Regions from separate parts of the Callithrix jacchus genome. Here region 1 is linked to region 2. A link is a contact called in public Hi-C data. All regions are on one chromosome and are shown on one strand. Each heading gives the region's core, a stretch centred on a gene start, on an enhancer-like site or on the middle of the called end of the contact. The rest is flanking DNA. Distances are from core to core; before and after follow the strand shown.

What was found. Hi-C and Micro-C count contacts between places; a contact is called where the count stands out from the background.
Region 1: a Hi-C map of skeletal muscle shows a contact between it and region 2, with 4 times the contacts expected there. The contact joins the promoter of PHYH here to the promoter of OPTN in region 2. A contact is called at or near these places in 2 of 3 Hi-C or Micro-C datasets (both in skeletal muscle).

Annotation. Positions count from the first base shown.
Region 1 is chr7:14,330,102-14,335,490 of calJac240_pri, forward strand. It overlaps PHYH (phytanoyl-CoA 2-hydroxylase), which reads right to left and starts at 2,247. Exons shown (of 9, transcript XM_054258464.2): 1 at 2,154-2,247; 2 at 554-611. The coding sequence starts at 2,229.
Region 2 is chr7:14,179,036-14,184,229 of calJac240_pri, forward strand. OPTN (optineurin) reads left to right here and starts at 1,263. Exons shown (of 14, transcript XM_008999943.5): 1 at 1,263-1,440. It overlaps CCDC3 (coiled-coil domain containing 3), which reads right to left. Exons shown (of 11, transcript XM_078329480.1): 6 at 2,230-2,377.

The DNA.
Region 1 (5,389 bases), core at 997-3,496, 150 kb after region 2:
TTGGATTATGTATTTTCTGGTATTTTTCCTTCTTAAAATACATATAGAGAATCAGTCTTCAAAATTTTCCACAACTGTACTAATTAGAATGAGTCCTGGAAACAGAGGATTTATATAATCAAATTCTAGGGCCGGGCGTGGTGGCTCACACCTGTAATCCCAGCACTTTGGGAGGCCGAGACAGGTGGATCACCTGAGGTCGGGAGTTTGAGACAAGCCTGACCAACATGGAGAAACCCTGTCTCTACTAAAAATATAAAATTAGCCAGGCATGGTGGCCATGCCTCTAATCCCAGCTATTAGGGCGGCTGAGGCAGGAGAATCGCTTGAAACCAGGAGGCAGAGGTTGTGATGAGCCAAGGTGTGCCATTGCACTCTAGCCTGGGCAACCAGAGCGAAACTCCATCTCAAAAAAATAATAATAATAAAATAAAAAACAAAAAAAATTAAAAAAATAAAATTCTAAGCAGGCAACATATTATATAGTATATCTTCATTACCACTCAAGAAGCTTTTACATACACATTTCAAAATTAAAAGTCAACCTACTTACTGGAATTGTTGAGGATGGAAACTGGCAGAGGAAACAGTCCCTGAAGTGGGATGACCTACCTAGGATGTGAATTAAGGCAAGTAAAGTAAAACGCAGAAGGCCAGGCGCGGTGGGTCACGCCTGTAATCCTAGCAGTTTTGGAGACCCGGGTGAGTGGATCACTTGCGCTCAAGAGTTGAAGACCAGCCTGGCCAAAATAGTGAAACCCTGTCTCTACTAAAAATACAGATTAGGTCAGGTGCGGTGGCTCAAGCTGGTAATACCAGCATTTGGGGAGGCCGAGGTGGGTGGATCACCTGAGGTCAGGAGTTTGAGGCCAGCCTGACCAACATAGTGAAACCCCGTCTCTCCTAAAAATAAAAACATTAGGCCTGGTAGCGTATGTCGGTAGACCCAGCTACTCAGGAGGCTAAGATAGGAGAACTGCTTGAACCAGAGAGGCAGAGGTTGCAGTGAGCCAATTGCGACACTGCACTCCAGCCGGGGAGACAGGGAGAGACTCCATCTCAGAAAATAAGTAAATAAAACAAATTACACTCAGGAGGCTGAGGCAGGGGAGGCGGAGGTTGCAGTGAGCAGAGATTGCAGTGAGCCTGGAGATAGAGCAAGACTCCATCTCAAAAAACAAAAAAAATAATAATAGCAATGAGCCAGGCGTCGTGGAGCCACCCTGCAGTCCCAGCTCCTTGGGAGGCTGAGGTGGGAAGATCGCTTGAGCCCAGGATTGAGCAGAGATCCCACCACCACTGCACTCCAGCCTGGGTGACAGTGAGATCCTGTTTCAAAAACACAAAAAAACAAAAAAGCAAAACCCTAGAAATTCCTTTTAAAGATCTCTTTTCTATCCAGTAACTGCAGATTGTTGACAGGATCGCCTTGTTTCTTTAGCTTAATCCGTTACTTTTGGAATGTCACTCTCATCGAGCAACATGGAACCCTTTGGTTCTGTCTGTTTCTCTCTGTTTCGGAGTGCACTGGCCACCACGGCTCACTGTAACCTTGAACTCCTGGCCTTGGCCGGCCTGACGAAGCGCCGGGACTACAGGCGTGGCACGTGCCCCCGCGCGGGACCTCAAACCCTTAATAGTGTTTTTATATAACTCGGTGACAAGGCCATAGTCCAGGAGGGAGGTAAGGGAACGCAACCCGGGAGGCCGACAGCTCCTGCCTGGAGGGCCCCGTCCCGCCGGCCCCGGCTCCCTCCCGGCAGCCCTGCGCGCCTCTGCACCGTGAGCCTGGACATCGCTGGGTCTCCGGGCAGCGGCGAGGGTCACGCGCGGCCGAGCCCACAAGGTCTCAGGCAGCTGAAACGACCTTCCTACCGCTCGGTCTCCACAAAGCGAGGAGCAGAGGCCCCCAGGAATCCGGAGGGCAGCGCGACGCGGCACCAGCCCCGAGCCCACGGCGGCCGCGCGTGTCCTCCTAGGACCCAGCCTCCTCCCCGCTCTTCCCGGAGCCGGGACCCAAGCGGGGACCCGGCGTTGAGGAGGCCCCGGGGCCGGGATGCCTACTCCCCGGTGGCTTTCCTCCACCCGGGCCGGGGCCACCACGCAGGCGCCGGAGCCAAGTCCAGCCCGAGCCCCGCGCAGCGCAAAGGATTCGATGTTCAGGGCCGAGGGGCTACCGAGGTGGCCCAGCACGATCCGCAGGCGGGAGGCGGCGCGGGACTGCTCCATGACGGCGGCGCAGGGACCCGTCAGCCCGGCCTTTGCCCGATTTAGCTCCGCGGGTGGCTCCGCCTCCAGGCGCGGCCCGGGCAGGACGCGGGCGGGATTCGGGGCGGGGTCTGGCGGGCAGCGCTGCGGGGACACCCTCTGCCGCCAGGGTCTGCGCGCTGGGCAACCTCGCGGGGCACTATGATCCTTCCTTCCTTTCTTTTCTTTCTTCGTATTCTAAAAGAGACAAGGACTTGCTCTGTTGCCCAGGTTGGAGTGCTGTGCGCCATCGTAGCGCACAGCAGCCTTGAACTCTTGGGCTAATTTTTTATTTTTTGTAGAGATGGGGTCTCGCTATGTTGCCCAGGTGGCTGTCAGACTCCTCCCCGCCTCCCGCCTCGACCTCCCAAAGTGCTGGGACTACAGGCGTGAGTCATTGCCCCTGCCCCGCACCCTGTTACTATTCTATCACCAGCTCCTCCGCACTGAGGCTCGGGGCCCAGTGACCAGCCCAAGGGCATCCAGTAGCAAGTGGCTGGGCGGGTACCTCGGCCCACACTCCTAACGTTACGGCTTGCATCTATATCAACCCAAGTAACTGCTCCTTCCACTGACAGCTGAAAGAATAAAAACTCCTATTTAAACAAAAAGCTTTTTAGCCAGGTGCGAGATCGCCTGAGGTCAGAAGATAGGGCCCATCCAGGCCAACATGGTGAAACCCGTCTCTACTAAAAATTTATAAATCAGCTGGGTGTGGTGGCGCGTGCCTGTAATCCCAGGTACTCGGGAGGCTGAGGAAGGATAATTGCTTGAACCAGGGAGTCAGAGGTTGCAGTGAGCCGAGATCTCACCACTGCACTCCAGCCTGGCGAAAGAGCAAGATTCTGTCTCAATAAAATAAAAATAAAAATAAAAATGTTGAGATTCATCTCTAAAAGACATATGTGCCATTCAAAAGGGGTATTTCATTTAGTGGGATTCCAACCCAAAATATTAGAATAAGTTTGGTCATTTAAAAAAATGAATGAAGTAATTGTCTGATGCACAAAGGCCAGTATGGTGTAAATTTCTTATAGAACTTGCAGAGCACTTTGTAACATTTCTTTTCTATTCCATAACTACAGATATTGACATGGCATCTCACTGTCTCTTTACTCTTGATTTTTTTCATTGCTTTTTTTTTTTTTTTTTTTTTTTTAGCTTCAAGAGTTACTTCCAGAACGTCGCAGCACATGTTATCACTTCTTGCATGACGTCTTTATATAATTTGGTGATAATGTCGCAGTCCAGGAGAAAGGCTGGCAGCCAGCATCCCCAGCTCCTTGCAGTTTGCGCAGGCGGGGAGAACGCTGGCCGCCCTAGGGGTCCCTCCCGCATTCTCCAGGATTTCGCCCGCCCCAGGGTCTCAGGCTAACTGAAGGCCCCGGGATCCCCCAGGAGTTCCCGACCTCATCTGCCCTACTTGGGCATCCCGCGCGGGAAGGTGACCCTGCAGGAGTGGCCAGGGGTTCTCAAGGACTCTGATGTCTGTCACGGTTTGAACCATAGCCCCGCGCCTGGGGCGGGTGCAGGTGGAAGGTCCGCCTCTTTCTGCCCCTGGGAACGCCCCTCCGCGCGTGAGTAACGGCGAGGCGGCGTCTTCTTACTGCCCTCGCCTGGTGAGATGCGGGCACTGCTGCCAGGAGAAAAAAAACTGAAGATGTGAATTCAGTTCATCACCCTTATTTATTAAAAGATCGGGAACTTGACCCGCGCTGACAGTGATTGGGTTTCCTGACCAGTAAAGACATTCAAATGAAACGAAGCTACGTACACCTGTGTTTTTACTGTACCTTTAAAATGCCATTATTTCACAACTATGTGAAAATCCCTGACATCTCTCCTGCACGGCATTTATACAAGGATGTATTTAAGTTGATACCTTTTTTTGTATTGTTTTTGAGACAGAGTCTGACTCTGTTGCCCAGGCTGGAGTGCAGTGGCGCGATCTCGGCTCACTGCACTCCCAGGTTCAAGCGAGTCTCCAGCCTCAGCCTACTGAGTACCTAGGATTAAAGGCGCGCCACCACACTTGGCTAATTTGTTGTATTTTTATTAGAGACGAGGTTTCACCATTTTGGCTAGGCTTGTCTCCAACTCATGACCTCAAGTGACCCGCCCTTCTCGGCCTCCCAAATTGCTGGGATTACAGGCGTGAGCCACCACACCCAGCCCAAATTGATGCTTTTTACCGAGAGATGAAGGGAATCCTTGAATGCAATTATTATCTGCCTTTTTAAAATTAGAGGGATGCTGGGTTAACATTTTTCATTTAAGATCACGGAGAATTAAAACAATAATTTATCCGTAGGTAAAGTTTTCTTTCAAATAGCAATTTGGATTATTGGAAAATTCCCTAAGTAGGCATCTTTAATACTTGTGTTATTAAAATAAAAGTATTTTAGAACAATTGAAGCAGATCATGGATGGAATGTAAACATTATCGCAAGAATGAAATTTTCTTTCCCCTTTGGTATTAGGTATTTATTCATTTCTTATTAGAGTTGGCCTTTTGAAGATTACTTCAAAATTAGCTTTTCCCCTGTCTTCAAGCAATGTCCTTGGCTTACTTAAATACTGAAAGTAAACTTACAGACAAGTTGAGAATGATCTAAGGAATAGTTTCCCCCATATATAAAAATGATTTGTTAATAGCCATATTTGAGCAGCTAAATAAAATAGAATGAATTTTTAAATTTTGGATTAAATTGTTCAAACTGGCCTGGCGAGGTGGGTCACGCCTGTCATCCCAATACTTATGGAGGCTGAGGCGGGCAGATCACCTGAGGTCAGGACTTTGAGTCCAGCCTGGTTAACATGGTGAAACCCTGTCTCTACTAAACATACAAAAATTAGCCAGGCATTGTGGTGCATGCCTGTAATCCCAGCTACTCGGGAGGCTGAGGCAGGAGAATTGCTTGAACCTAGCAGATGTTGCAGTTAGCCAGGATCTCACCATTGCACTCCAACTTGAGCAACAAGAGCGAAACTCTGTCTCAAAAAAAAAAAAAAGGAAGAAGAAAAGAAAATTAGCTGGGCGTGGTGGTGCGCCTGTAGTCCCAGCTACTTGAGAGGCTTAAGCCCAGGAGGCAGAGGTTGAAGTGAGCCAATATCATCCCACTGCACTCCAGCCTGGGAAACA
Region 2 (5,194 bases), core at 13-2,512:
ATTTTTAAAAAAATTTTTTAAATTGTCTATTTCTCCCCACTTCCACCCCAAGGCTGACTCCTCATAAAGCAGCCTCTAGCCTCATCTGCCCCTCCTACATTACACCAACTCGAGGGCTCGGAATTGGGTCTGCGGGCAGTTGCTGATTTGCCTGCCTTCCCTTCCCAGCTCTTGGGGTTAGCCTCTCGGGCAGGGTTGAAGTTCAGGCCTGGCCAGGCAGCAGGAGGTGCAGACAGCGAAGCGGAATCCTTTGGAGATACCAGGAGAGGGCGCATCCGCATTTTCCTGTTTCAGATCAGGATTTTTTTTTCCCCTCTCTCTCCCTGTCCTTTGCGTTTCCTTCTAACCAGTGAGCAGCGTGGATGCGCAACCACGTGCTCTCATTCTCACGGAATCGGGTGGCGCCGGCACCTCCTTTCGTAAATCTAGTTCTTCCCGGCTTTCATGCCCTTCTTGGCCTCACGTACAAACCTGCCCCCAGGCTTCTCCCAGGCTACCTGGCCTCGCACTCATTTCTGTTTATTCCTTCTGCAGGAGGGTCCCGGGGCGGGCAGCACCGCCTGAACCAGGCCTTGACCTCGCGATCTGACGCAGCGCCTGTCCGTGACTGCGTCCCTGGGGCGCTGCCCAGGTGCTCGGGATGCACATAGGACGGCTCTCCCTCCTACCTTGTCATCCAACTGTCTAATCCGGGGGCATCTTCCCTCCTCCACGACAGGGAGGCTGCTTCCCAGATGCGATCCCCGCGCACCCGTGAATCCCGGCGCCGGGCACCTGGAGCGCCGTGAGGTTAGCGGAGCCTGTTCTTCGGCAACAAGAGCTCAAGAAACATCCTACAAGCTTTTTGCTTTTTTAGTCTATTTTAAAGCAAAAACGAGTGGAAAGCTATATGTGCTCAGTTAACTATGTCTGGATGTAAGCCTTTTTCAGAAAAGCACAAAGATGGAGGCCTCCCTCCGAGGATGCCTGGGATCCTCCTCTTTCCAGGGGCCGCAGCGACCCCCCTGCGGCTCTGGCTTCCACTAAGGGATCCGCGGGGAAGACCAGCTCCACACACTGCATTTGATTGATGATTTATTTTTATTAACGCCGTCACAGCAGCGCCTTAGCGTAGTCCCTGTTCTCACCGGTCCTAGCGTCGACCCCGCAGTAACCGCGAGGGTGGGAAGCTGGGGGCGGATGCAGGGAAAAGGGGGCGGGGCCCCTGTGGGCGGGGCCCGGGAAATTCCCCGGAGCTGGAGGGGAGCGGCGCGCGGTCAGCTGAGTGGCTCTGGGCGGGGTCGCGAGGCCGCACGTCAGCCCCAGGCTCCCCGAGCCCCGCTGTCCCCGCCGCCCCGCAGCAGGTGCCCTGGTCATCATCACAACCCGGTCCGGAGCCCTCTCCCGGCGGCACGATGCCGAGGAAACAGTGACCCTGAGCGAGGCCGAGCCGGGTGGCAGGTGAGCCGGGGCAGGGGGTAGCAGGGGTGGGCGAGGCGGCGGCGGCTCCTTCCCGGCGGGCACTACTCCGGCCAGAAAACGGTTCCCGCTGCCCTGCCCCGCGGCCCGGAGTCTGTCGGGGTGAGGGTGGCGAGAGGTGGGGCGGCCCTCCCGCGGGACAGCTGCCCTGGGAGGGTTCCCAGGCCCCAGCAGGTCCTGACCTGGTGGGAAAGGATGGGTAGTTAACAGAGGATGGGCCCGGGAAGGGTCCAGGGCCGGGCTGGCGACTGCAGGTGACTCCTCTGCAGGTCATCCAGAGGCTTGGAGGTGACGTCCTCCCGCAGGCTGGGAAGGATTCCGCAGCCGGTTCCTCGCCATAAAGAGGAGGTGGTTACAGACACACCTATGGGAGACGTGGGACCACACTACTCGAGCTGAATGAGGTGCCCAGGGTTGGTACCACAGAGTGATCCCTCTCCAAGGGGGTGGGAATCCACACAGACCGCTGTGTCTAGGGCAGTGTGTACACTATAGAGAGAGGATATTTGATGAGGCCGAGAACCCCAAAGGAATTGTTTTTGCCATCAAAATGTGTTAGGTACAGGCAGTAAACATCACTCAAAGAAAATGAAACCCGGGTTCAGGCCTGGCCTCTATCACCAGGAAAACTACTGTATGGAAATGTACGCCACGGAACTGTTTGTAAGAATGAAAATGGAAAATGAAAGCATAGAAAGTAAGGCAGTGTAAGAACATCAGAAGCCTTTGGATCTGTTAACAAGGTGTAAGAGTGTGAACAGAAGAACCCACCTTGCTCTTTTGACCCAGGGAGAGAGGAGTTAGTGGGCCAAGCAGCCTCTCAGGACAGGCCCAGTTTTGAGGAACGCTGGAGAGATCCCAGGGCAGACGGCAAGGCCAGGGATTGCCCTGGGGTGGACAAGGCAAGTTTAAAGGTGACCTGTAGAGAGAGGACAGTGATTGATTTAAGTCCTGGCATAATCGATCTGTTTTTCCACTGGGTCAGTTTTAGGAGTTCTTTATATATTATGTACAACACTATAAAATAGCAGCTTCTTTTTAATAAACTAACCTTTAGGTTGCATATTATGCTGGGAATATAACTAACTTTCCTCCCCAAGAAACCAAACTTTATTCTCGAAGGCAACTGGATACAGTATTGTGTCCTGCCAAAACCCTGCTCTAAGTTAGGTAGAGATGCACACATATTCTAGCCGTGAACTACACTTCTGTTTTATAGAAATTTGGCATATTTCATATATATTCTTTGGAATTTATGAAATAGAAAATCCAAAGGAAAAGGAAAAAAAAAAACTCTTTTTTAAAAATATTGGCCGGGCACAGTGGCTCATGCCTGTAATCCCAGCACTTTGGGAGTCCGAGGCAAGTGGATCATGAGGTCAGGAGATCAAGACCATCCTGGTCAACATGGTGAAACCTGTCTCTACTGAAATACAAAAAATTAGCCAGGCATGGTGGTGCACATGCCAGCTATACCCAGGAGGCTGAGGCAGGAGAATCCCCTGAACCCAGGAGGTGGAGTTTGCAGCGAGCCGAGATCATGCCATTGTACTCCAGCCTGGGTGACAGAGTGAGACACCATCTCAAAAAAGAACATATTTCATTTAGAAAGAAAAAATTATTTTAAAAGTTTTCATTGTTTCCACTTTGACACATGTATGAGGATTATTAGAATCTGTCTTGTGAAGTAATACCCAGATGGCTTCGTAGTGACAGAAAAAAAAAGCACTTCTAAGTTTTCAAATAAGTTAGAAAATTGGATTTCGAGACTCTGGAAGTGAATGCCGTGGAACTGTAGAGAAACTCCTAACAATACTAGCATGCTGAGTTAGTCACCTGCACAGCAGAAAGCATTTTCCAGGTGCTAGACTTAAGAATACCTCATTATGCTATATTTTCATTTCATCTCAACAAATGCAAGCCTGCTGTGTGCCATTCTCTGGTAAGAATAAAGGAGAGAGAAAACAGATGGGTAGAAGATGATAGCAGTAATTTCAGAATGGGCAGAGGAGGTGGAAATGCAGTGTTCTTGGGTGCTCGGAGGAGGGAACGGTTCGTATGACACAGGACGTCATAGTTAATCTGGACATTGATCTGTCCAGTGAAAGTTTGCCAGGACACAAGGGGAGCCAGACAGAGGGCAGAGGGCAGAAGAGAGGCAAGAACGCAGGGAACTGTGAGCTCTTTAAAGTGCCTTGGCTCCGAGTAGTTTGGTGGCAGAAGGTGACTCTGGTGGGTCAGTTGGGTCGGGCCCTGAAAAGCCATGATTGTCTTGCTAAGAAGCTGAAAGTCTGTCTTGTATGGGAAGGATGGACTCAGGGAAATTACCTCGTATTGCACAAGAAACCATGAGGGCAAGAAGACTGAAATTGACAGGGCTGAAAGCTAGTTATTTAGGAAGCTATTAAAATGTATTCAACAGATATTTACTGAGCCCTCCCTTCTATGTGGCAAGTAATGTTCTCAGTCCTGGGGATACAGCAGCGGACAAAATAGACAGAACCCCTGTCCTCTATGGAGGTCAACAGTGGCTGTGGATCTAATTGAGACCGATGCCTTTCCCTCATTGGAAATAGGGTCACAAGGTCAGGAGTTTGAAACCAGCCTGGCCAACATGGTGAAACCTCGTCTTCACCAAAAATACAAAAATTAGCCAGGCATGGTGGCATGTGCCTGTAATCCCAGCTACTTGGGAGGCTGAGGCAGGAGAATTGCTTGATCCTGGAAGGTGGAGGTTGCATTGAGCTGAGACTCTAGCCTGGGCAACAGAGCAAGACTCTGTCTCCAAAAAAAAAAGAGAAAGAAAGAAATGGGATCCTCACCTCCAAGTTCTTTCTTCATCCCTTTTGTGCATCAGTGGCTTTCTATACTCTACATGATGTACATAGTGTACATCGTTGCTTAATACCTATCTGTTGGGTAGATGGGTTTAAGATTATTTTCTAAGGGCCAGGTGCAGTGGCTCACACCTGTAATCCCAGCACTTTGGGAAGCCAAGGCACACAGATCACCTGAGGTCAGGAGTTCAGAACCAGCCTGGCTAACATGGTGAAACCCAGGCTCTACTAAAAATACAAAAATTGGCCGGGCATGGTAGCTCACGCCTGTAGTCCCAGCTACTCAGGAGGCTGAGGCAGGAGAATCGCTTGAACCTGGGAGGTGGAGGTTGCAGTGAGCTGAGATCACGCCAATGCACTCCAGCCTGGGCAACAGAGAGAGACTCTCTCTCTGAAAAAAAAACAAAAATAAAACAATGATCTTCTAACAGTAAACTTCCTGGAAGTAACAAGATGCGTTTTCAGGCATCCTCTGGACTTTGGCCACTCTTGACCTTTGTGGAATGGGTGTGTGAGTCATGTGTATTCAGCGTCAGCAGGGAGGGGCTGCCGTTGCTATGTATTGCTTCATAATCTATCCCCATCAGCTGTTGACGAAAAGACATCATTTGCCCCAAGTGTGAAGGTGAAAATTTTGCTGAATATGTTTGCCTGGGTGGTAGGTAACACAGAAGCAGAGTGGGGACTCATCCATCTGTCTTGCATATATATGTCTACATGACAAGACAAAGTGGTATATGTAAAAAATATACCCCTCTACAAGACAAAGTGGTATATGTAAAAAAATTTCAGACCATGCAATTAAAGCAACTAAAGATATCTTAGTCTTTTCAGTATGTATTGAAAAATAGAATATTAAGGCCTATGTATTCAGTACTCTAATAACTCTGTTGTTTTAC